2 separate regions of the Muntiacus reevesi genome follow, and region 1 is linked to region 2. The links are chromatin contacts, called in public Hi-C maps. All regions are on one chromosome and are shown on one strand. The core of a region is the stretch at or near the end of the contact, and the rest is flanking DNA. Distances in the headings are between cores, read along the strand shown.

Region 1 (4,819 bases), core at 552-3,051, 690 kb after region 2:
AATCATCTGCAGCTCCAGGGGGGACGTAGGTGAGGAAAATGTGGGTGATAATACCAGGTAACTGATGGGCTTCTCTGATGGCCAAGGCCTTCCAGGATTGGTGCTGCAGTCCACTCTGACAATTCTGAAGCCCAGGTGGAGACATGAAGGATCTACGGCCTGAAGACACTGAAGGAATTCGAGAGACTGGGGGAAAGGGAAGGGCGATGTCAGGGTCTAACTTGAATCTTGGTAACTGTGGGCCTTGTTTCCCTTCGTGGGCTAGGCGCCTCTGGACAGCATTCGTTTACCCCGCACTCACTCACTGAGCACCTGTGCTGTGAAGTCCCGTGCTGGATCCACCTGCCAGAGACACCGGGGACCAAGGCAGGCGTGATCCCCACTCGCACCAAGCTTGCCATCGATGGAAAAGGCCGACAGCAGTGAACTCGGGTGAGAGGTACGAGAGAGACCTGTATGAAATCTGAGGTGGGAATGGAGAACACTACAGGGGAGGTCCGTCTATTTTTTAGTAAATCATGAAAAAAAAACGGAAAGGTGACAAAAAGTTATTGTCAAAGATGAGATCTTGCAAATCTTGAGATCTAATCAGAACTTTTAATATCCCTTAAGTCTTAACGGTTACTGGGAAAGGGGCCAGGGCCATTCACCTCAACCAACAAGCTGAGAATTCAAAATGGACATCCCCTTATAGTGAGACACTAAAAAACAGGTAATTTCAAAGCAATATAGTAGCTGCTACTGTAGCACAAAGGAAAGAATACATTTGAGTTTGGTAAGAACTGGGAGCCTGGAGCCTGTCTGCCTACACTTAACTCCTAGCTCTTGCCCTAACTCCTAGCTCATGCCCTTCTAGCCACGTGTGAGCTATCTCAAGACGGTCAACTCTCCCATGCCTTCACTTTGTCACCTGAAAAATGGGGATCAGAATAATGGCCGGCATTTATTGAGCATTTACTCTGCACTGGAGAGTAATGTATTATATTATTTAATAATACCTGAACAATTCAGGACCCTCACATGGATTTAATGTGTAAAGCACTCAGGACAGTGCCTGATACCTAGTGAAAGTTAAGTGTTAGTCCCCAGTACCCTCGTTAAGAGTTAAGTTTAAGAGTCCAGTACCCTCGGACTCCGCGACCCCATGGACTAGCCCACCAGGCTCCCTCTGTCCATGGAATTCTCCAGGCAAGAATACTGGAGTGGGGTAGCCATTTCCTTCTTCAGGGGATCTTCCCCACCAAGGGATCGTACTCAGGTCTCCTGCATCGCAAGCAGATTTTTTTACCGTCTGAGCCACCAGTGAGACCACCATAAACGTTAGTGGTTTTATTATTAGTGGCCAACCAGAGGGAAGAGTGGGTTCATCAGGTGACATTTTCTGACCTGGACCTTGAGTAAGCTGTAGTGAGAAAGTGTTCCAGGGCGGGGAACTCAATGCCGATTTCCCTTCTCTTGTACTTGTCTCAGAACCGGGCGGTAGGAGTGGGGGAGGGGGAGAAGACAAAAATAATAGCAACAACAACAAAAAAAAAAAGCTTTCCAAATGTCTTGGACATCGATTTGATGTCCTCAGAGCAATCCTAAAGGCGGGTCTTAATGTATCTTTTTTCGGATGAGAAAACTGAGACGCAGAGCTGCAGAGGTAACTTGTGAAGCACTGATCACGTTTCTCGTAAAACGAAGAGAAACTCTTGAACCCTCAGTAGCGAAGAGCCTAAACCCAGCAGCCTTGAGGTCTCGGGTCTCCCGGAAACGCCGGGGGTGGAACCAAGTGGAGGAAGTCCCGCCCTCGGACTTCCGCTTCCGCCCTCGCTGACCCTGTTGGCTCCGGCGAGGTCCAGAGTCCGGCATGGCCGCGGGCGGCGACCGTGGCGGGCGGGAGGCGGCCTGCGGGCACGACAGCTACCGCTCGCCGCTTGCCTCCCGTTATGCCAGCCCGGAGATGTGCTTCCTGTTTAGCGACAAGTACAAATTCCGGACTTGGCGGCAGCTCTGGCTGTGGCTGGCGGAGGCCGAGCAGGTAACGCACCTGGAGGCGGGCCCGGCCCCGCACGTGCCAGGCTGGGACTTCCAGCGCGGGCTGAGCCTCCCCCGGCAGCTGCCCCGCTATTTTCGGCCGGATGTTCCCTTTCCGGAGGAACGGCCCCAGGAAGGCCAGGGCAGGAGGCCCAGCCGTCGTCACCTGTTACCTCACATGTTTTAATGGTGGAGGGTCGGAGATGGACGGTGGGCGGCGAGAAGTGCAGTTACCGTTTCCGGGAGTAAGTCTTGGCGGTTCCTGTAGGAGTGCACCGCTGAGTGCTCCTTCTGTGCGGTTGTGCTCGCTTCTGTACACGTCTTTACCCGGTTAACCCAGAAAGACTTTGCAAACTAGGGGGCGGTTTCCCACGTTATAGGAGAGAAGACCAAGCCCCGATGATGTGCCAGTGAGATATTTGCTCCTAACCATTATGACAACCCACTCCAGTATTCTTGCCTAGAGAATCCGATGGAGAGAGGAGCCTGGCAGGCTATACAGTCCATGGAGTCGCCAAGAGTCGGAAATGACTGAAGCGAGTTAGCACTCACGTATTAATAAAGGAACCCGGGTGTGAACCCATGACCTTGCAAAGCCTGACTGAGCACCCAACCACCTCACCCTCCACATGCCTCTGTGTAGTCAGAGACCTGTCTCTGCAAAATACACATTTGCTGGGCCATTGTTTCCTCTTCAGTAGACTGCCTTTTTTTGTCTCTGGGGAGAGAGAATCAGGGTAGGGGGTTATTAGATGCGAGTTACGGGTTCTGAGAGCTTCATGTAGAGGTATTCTGCCCAGCGGTTTCAGAAATAGCCCCAGAAGGATCTTCACAGAAGCGCTGAAGGAAGCTGAGGGTGATCCAAAGAGCTATAAAGTTTCCGAGAAAAATGCCACAACAAGCAAGATGGCAGTCCTCTCCAAAATGACATACAGTAACCTCAAAAACAATCTGAGTATCTACCTAGGACCAAGGTATAGGGTCCCCAAACAGGAAACTTTCTTCCTAGATTTTATCACCTTCCTATCACCTTGCTCAAGAAGTAAAGTAGTAGATGACACTAGCAGACACAATACTCTGCAATGGCTTATGAAAGAAAAGAATCTAAAAAAGAGTGGATGGATATATGCTAACTGATTGACTTTGCTTTTCATCTGAAACTAACACATTCTTTTAAATCAACTATACTCCAATAAAAATTTTTTTTAAATGCTAGCAGATGTTTCTACAGTGCCTGCTATGTGTGCTCTGCAGTTTGAAAACCTTAAAAATTAATTTACTAATTCTCAAAACAATTCTTTATAAGTATGTGATTCCTATTTTACAGAGGATAAAATGAAGGCACAGATTTCATAAACATAGAGCTCAGATAACAATAAATAGATCAGGACATGCAGTGTGTTGTGGTTTGTTACCTACTAGCATGTATTCTGTTTTCTGTTTCACTTGGTACTCCCTGTAGATGAGGTTGGCGCCAGTCACCAAAGCTTGTAAGAACTTCAAGCTGGAATTGAAATGTGGAGTCAGTATGCATCCTTTCCTCTGCCCAGTCTACACATTGCCTGAAATGCATCCCATTTTGATATCTCCTGAATCTGTATTATCTATTAGCTAGGGTGTCAAAATGAACAGCATGAAGTGCGTAATAATTTAGTAGCTAAAAAAAAAAAAAAAAAAAAAAAACTTGAGGAATGAGAGTTTAGGGCCTGTGCAGAAAATTCGTCCACCTTGGATTTTGAGAGGATGAGTTGCTTGGGGAGGAAGCAGTTTGTCCACACTGCCCCCTGCTGTTCTGTTATGGGAGCAGCCTTACGATGTCTGCTCAGAGATCCAAAGCAGCTTGGCCAGATGTAGTGTGACCGAGGAATTTAATTTTCACTAGTTTAAATGTAAATAGCCACATCTGACTAGATAGGTCTTAAGATGTGAGCTCCTTCTCAGGACCAGGCCTTGGGACTTTGAAGTGAGGTTTGGGTAAAATTCACCAATGTACAGATTCAGCACTTGGCTCGAGGTTTCTGAGCTGCCTGTGGGCTGCCAGCTGTTTTTTGTCAGCCTGATTTTATTCAGTGATGGAGGAATGTAAGATGTTGATGTGTTTGTTTTCTCATTAATATCTCCTGGAATTGCTTTCAGTTTCACTGAATTCGCGGCACATAATTTGTTGGCAGAGCTACTAACAGTGTTGCTAATTTTGGTTTCTCTGACTAAATCCATCTAGATCAGATATAAAGCTGTGGCCGGGATCCCACACTCTGGGCACTTAAGAGCCGCGCACTAAAGAGTCTAAGCAATAAATACCACAAAGCTCTCCTTTCAGGGAGTCTGTACACCCTAGAGAGGAGAGATAGGCTGAAAGATGTGTAAAAATGTTATATGGCAGTAAGTGCTCTAAATAAAACCAGGCTAAAGGGATAGCGAGTGACACTGAAGAAGGGTGTTTCATGTTGACGTCAGGGAAGCCTCTCTGAGGAGATGGCGTTTGAGCCCAGAGACCAGAACCTGTGAGGGAGTGAGCAGAGATGTCGGGGCAGAAGGAACAGAAATCAGGACTACGGTGTTGTGTATGTTGGAGTTTGCTTAGAATATAACTTGTGATGATTTATTTAGAAAGTTTCCTGGGGACTTCCCTGGTGGTCCAGTGGGTAAGAATCCACCTTCCAATGCAGGGGATGTAGGTTCGATCCCTGGTCAGGGAGGTGAGATCCCACAGGCAGCAGGGCAACTAAGCTTGAGCACTGCAACTACTGAGCCCTCAAAAAGAGCCCACGTGCCACAGCAAAGGCCCAGAGCAGCCAGA
Region 2 (5,135 bases), core at 2,331-4,830:
TCAGAGGAGGCTGTGCCCTCCTGGGAGCCTAGCTGCCGAAATACTCCTGCTGGAACTTCTGGAAGTCTTCCTCAGTGAACACGGTGCCCTCGGCCTTCTTCTTCTTCTTGGTCTTGGTCACAGGCCGGTCACAGGCCTTGCGGCCTCGGTTCTGGCGCACAATCTGGGGGCATGTGGGGGTCAGGAGCCCTGGGTGGTGACTCAGCCACCTGGAGCCCCACAGCCTGGCGCAGCCACCCAAGGGCCGCCCTCTCCCCCGGCCCTCCCCGTCTCGGGAAGGGGAGGGCACATCGTTTCTGTTGACAGAAGAGCCAGCTGAGGCCCAGAGGGGCCGCAGAGAGTGAGGCCAGGCTCCCTCCTCCCCGCTCACACTGTCAGCCCTCTGAGGAGGCCCCTCACTGCACAGCAGCGCATCCAGCTCTTGGGAGCCTGGAGGGGGGCCCACCCCGATACTAGCCTCAGGGCTGAGACTCCCACAGATCCCCGGAACAGCCTCAGCTTTCACCCCCAGTTCCCACAGCCCACCCCCCTGACGAACCTGCCGGGTGATGGATTCATCCACTGTGCTTCTTGCACTGGTCATAAACCTCAGGTTTACTCCAAGGTAACCTCGACGCTCTCTCTTCCGGAACTCAGCTGTGGAGGCAGAGAGGGTGGTTTCATTCCAGATTCACTCCCTCGAAGCTGCCTGGGTCCCCTTCTGACGTCTCCCCACTCCACCCCCGCCCCCCAGCCCTGCCGAAGGCCCCATGGTCCATTCCCCATGTCACTGCAACAGTCTGGCCTCTTCTGTCAAAGCCACACTCCACGTAGATCCCGCTCAAAGTCCCCCTTGGTTCCAGCTGCTCAAGTGATTTATTCAACAAATGTGTCCTGGGCATTTACTGTGTGTCAGGCACTGTTCTAGGTACAGAGCACAGAGCCGGAAACAGAACAGACCAAAAGTCCTGCCCTCATGGAACTTCCATTCTGAAGAAAGAGAGATGGTAAACAAGGCAAACAGTAGAGGGTGAACGTTTTATTGAGAAAAAGAGAACGGTAAACAGAAATGAGAAATGTGGGGGATGGGGGGAAGGTGGCAAGTCTAAATAAATAAGCTTTGAGAAGACCTGAAATTCACTGAAAGGAATTCTGAGCAAAGACTGGAGGAAGAGCATTCTGGAGAGTCAAAGGCTCTGAGCAGAAGTGTGACTAATGTGCTTGAAGGATGGGGAGGGGAGAACCTGAGGGGACGAAGCTGGAGGGGGCAGATTATGGGGGGCCTCAGCAGGCATGGAGGCATGGCAAGAACTCAGGCTCTCACCAAGGCTGATGGGAGTCCCTGGAGGGTGCGAGGCAAGGTAGAGACAGGTCTGACCTAGGATTTTACGGCATCACTTCAGCTGCTGTGGTGAGAAACAGATGAGGGGAGAAGGAAGGAGAAGACCAATTAGGAGGTTTTTGTAATAATCCAGGCAAGAGACAGTGTAGCTCAGACCGAGGTGGCAGCCACAGAGGCGTCCTTTAGGTTGGCCCTGAGAGTCCCCTCATTCACGTGCCATGGCAGGGGGGTGGGGTGAGTGGGGATGGAGGGTGTTGCCCGCTCCACCCTGGCATCACTGTGGCTCAACCCAGGCTCACTTCCCTGCTTTCACACTTGCTCCTGTTGTCTTTCCTCCCCGAGATTCATAGTTCTTTTAACAAATACTTGAATACCTTTATATTGCACCAGGCCCTAGGGATTTGAGGCTTCTCTTGTGGCTCAAGACAGTAAAGAATCTGCCTGTAATGTGGGAGATCTGGGTTTGATCCCTGGGTTGGGAAGATCCCCTAAAGGAGGAAATGGCAGCCCACTCCAGTATTCTTGACTGGAAAATCTCAAGGACACAGGAGCCTGACGGGCTACAGTCCATGGGGTTGCAAAAGAGTCAGACACAACTGAGCAACTAAGACTGGGGATTTGAAGACACACTAGGAGCTTACCGAGTCCTGCCACAGGTAAAACCATCAAACACCCCACCATCCTGCCCACACCTGTCCCTCTTCAAGTCTGTACATCTCATTAAGTGGCGCCAAATCCCTCTAAGATGCTCGGTTCTCGCCGACTCCCTCTTCCTCCATCCTCACAGCTAATCCACCACTGACACCATCAACACAGCTTCCATCTGCAGGACTCTCTTCTTGACTCTGCACTGTCACCAGTGCTCAGGCCACAGCTCCTTCTACTTGAAGGAATAGGTGGGAGCAGGGCTCTGGAGACACACTGCCTGGTTTCCACCTGTACCATCTGGGCAGGGGTCTGTTTCTGCATCTGTGCAATGGGGCTAATGACTGCGCCGACCTCACAGAGTTGTGAGAACAAATGAGCAAACATCTGTCAGAGGCTTAGAAGAGCACCCGGAGGGTTAACTTGCATTAAACGCTGTCTCTGACCCTCGTTTACTATATGTCACCTCGACCAGGCTTCTTTCTTTCAACATTTCAAAGATTAATAATAAACTTCTGATTCCACATATGCCAACAGTATACTTACCCCAACTCATTGTTATACTTCCATCAGGTCTGTGCTTAAATGTCGCTTCCTCAGAGAAGTCTTAGTATTCTAAGTCCCTTTCAAAGTACCCTAGTTTTACAGCTGGAGAAGGCAATGGCAACCCACTCCAGTACTCTTGCCTGGAAAATCCCATGGACGGAGGAGCCTGGTAGGCTGCAGTCCATGGGGTCGCTGAGTCGGACATGACTGAGCGACTTCCCTTTCACTTTTCACTCTCATGCATTGGAGAAGGAAATGGCAACCCACTCCAGTGTTCTTGCCTGGAGAATCCCAGGGACTGCGGTGCCTGGTGGGCTGCCGTCTATGGGGTCGCACAGAGTCGGACACGACTGACGCGACTTAGCAGCAGCAGCAGTTTTACAGCACAAACCTCATCACAGCGACCCAACCATAGGCTGATTTTGAAACTCCTCAGTGTTCTCTCCCCACTAGGACTGTAGACCTTGAGGGTCGGGACGATGTGATTCGTTCATCTCCGTGTTCCCAGGACCCCGCTCCGGGCCCGTCGCACCGCAGGTATTCTAGAAACGCCTGGGGAGCATTTGAAGCCCTGACTCCAGCGCCAGTTCCTCCCCGGGAGCAGCGCGTTCAGCCCCTTCCCAAGCTCACCCAGCGCCGATTTGGGCACCTTTCCCTTGGCGGAGTTCCGCAGTTTCTGGGCCTGGGTCGCCTTCGCCTTCCGGGTCCGCTTCGTCGGAGCTTGGCTGGGTTTGGTGTGTCCTGGAGCGGCCCCGGGGGCTGTAAAGAACGGACTCGGGTCGGAGGGCGCTCAGGGTTCCCATCCCACCCAGGCTAAGACTGGTCTGGATCGTTCGGCACCCTCGGGGCTCCTGCCCCCAGCCCCTGCCACCTTCCCGCCCGGCCGAAAGTCCTCGGGGAGAGCCTCACCCTCAGGCGCCCCCAATAGCTCCAAGCCTCGCCGCAGCAAGGTGGCCGACATGGCGGCGCTTAATCCCGCCCACACGTCTCAATTACTTCCGCCGTTGGCTCCCTTGGTGGTTTCGGCGGAAACCTGAGCTTGAACGAAAAGTTTCACAGTGAGAGGACGGAAGTACCCTCCTTCCTTAGAACGCAAGAGTGAGGTAATCGGAGGGAAGGGGGCGGGACCTGGAGGCGGGGCCAAAGCGCCGAAGGAGGCATTTGTCGTCCAATCGCATCCCAATCAACCCTTTGAAAGACAGGCAGCACCTTCTCCCGGAAGCCGTGCGCCTGTAGCCCAACTTGGCAGGTAAAGCCTCTCCGGTCTGCCGCTGCGTAGTGGGCAAGGCCGGTGCAGGGGCGGAATATTAGTGTTCTCAATTTTTACGAAAAAGGAGAATATATTTTTGGAAGTATTTTTTCCATATTCTTCAACCAGAGCAACGTATAGTTTAGCATGAGAATCCAGCTGTTTTGCATTAAATCAGACATTAAAAATATTTGCAAAAACTCCAAACAGTATCAGTGTTTTTTGTTTTTTTTTTTTTACTATTTTGTTTGGTTTTGGAAAAGACAACCATTTTCGTTAAAATGTGTCAGTTATGTTAACATGTGAGTTTGTTACTGTCATTTTAAATTAATAGACATTTTTAAATGTATCTGTTTTAGTTTCTAACGTGGTAATTCTCATTCAGTTCAGTTCAGTCGCTCAGTCGTGTCCGACTCTCTGCGACCCCATGAATCGCAGCACGCCAGGCCTCCCTGTCCATCACCAACTCCCGGAGTTTACTCAAACTCATGTCCATCCAGTCGGTGATGCCATCCAGCCATCTCATCCTCTGTTGTCCCAAAAGCTCTTTGGGATCCTGAAGTTTTTTAAGAGGGAAGAGGTTCTTGGGCTACCCAGGTGGCTCAGTGGTAAAGAATCTGTCTGCCAAAACAGGAGACTCAGGAGACATGGTTTGATCCCAGAGTCTGGAAAATCCCTTGGAGGAGGAAATAGTATTCCACTCCAGTATTCTTGCCTTGGAGAGTCCTATGGGCAGAGGAGCCTGGCAGGCTACAGGCTATGGGGTTGCAAAGAGTTGGACACGACTGAGCACCCACACAGAGTTTCTTAGATAAGATATTGATAGTTTGAGAAATTCTGGCTTAGAAATTAGTACTCTTCTTGCTGTGGGGAGTAACCCTGCCTTGTTCACTGCTCCATCTGAGCTCCTAGCCCAGTACCTGGCATTCAGAAGATACTCAATAAGTGAGTAGCGAATGAATCCGCAGTACAAACATGTTCTGAGGGCCTTTTGTATACTAGACTCTGTAGTGCGTAGGACGTGGAGGTGACTCAGTTGCTCCTATGTGAATGAACCTTACTAACCCCCACCAGCTAGTCCAGAAGGGAGAGAAAAACCTAAACAAACAATAATAACAAACACTTCTTTGAGGTGCTGTTTTCAGTGTTTAACATTTGTTGACTTACTTATATCACCCCCCTCGCTCTGAAGTAGAAGCCACTGTTTCCCCCATTTTACAAATGGCCCAGAGGGGCCAAGGAACCTATCCAGGTCACACAGGTGGTGTCAGAGCTGGGAATAAAGAAAGACCATCGGGCTGGAGCATTTATGCATTGCTGGCCTGTGCCAGCTACCCAGGATGCGGTGTGTGTCAGGAGGCCTCTGCAGAAGAG

The links. A called contact is a pair of places that touch in the nucleus more often than the background predicts.
Region 1: a contact with region 2 is called in a Hi-C map of blood, with 7 times the contacts expected there. The contact joins the promoter of ADSL here to the promoter of RPS19BP1 in region 2. A contact is called at or near these places in 2 of 3 Hi-C or Micro-C datasets (blood and muscle).

Annotation. Positions count from the first base shown.
Region 1 is chr1:55,214,355-55,219,173 of mMunRee1.1, forward strand. It overlaps ADSL (adenylosuccinate lyase), which reads left to right and starts at 1,802. Exons shown (of 13, transcript XM_065944404.1): 1 at 1,802-2,023. The coding sequence starts at 1,853.
Region 2 is chr1:54,525,697-54,530,831 of mMunRee1.1, forward strand. RPS19BP1 (ribosomal protein S19 binding protein 1) reads right to left here and starts at 3,581. Exons shown (of 4, transcript XM_065944345.1): 1 at 3,422-3,581; 2 at 3,143-3,271; 3 at 539-636; 4 at 1-163. The coding sequence starts at 3,473. The coding sequence ends at 29.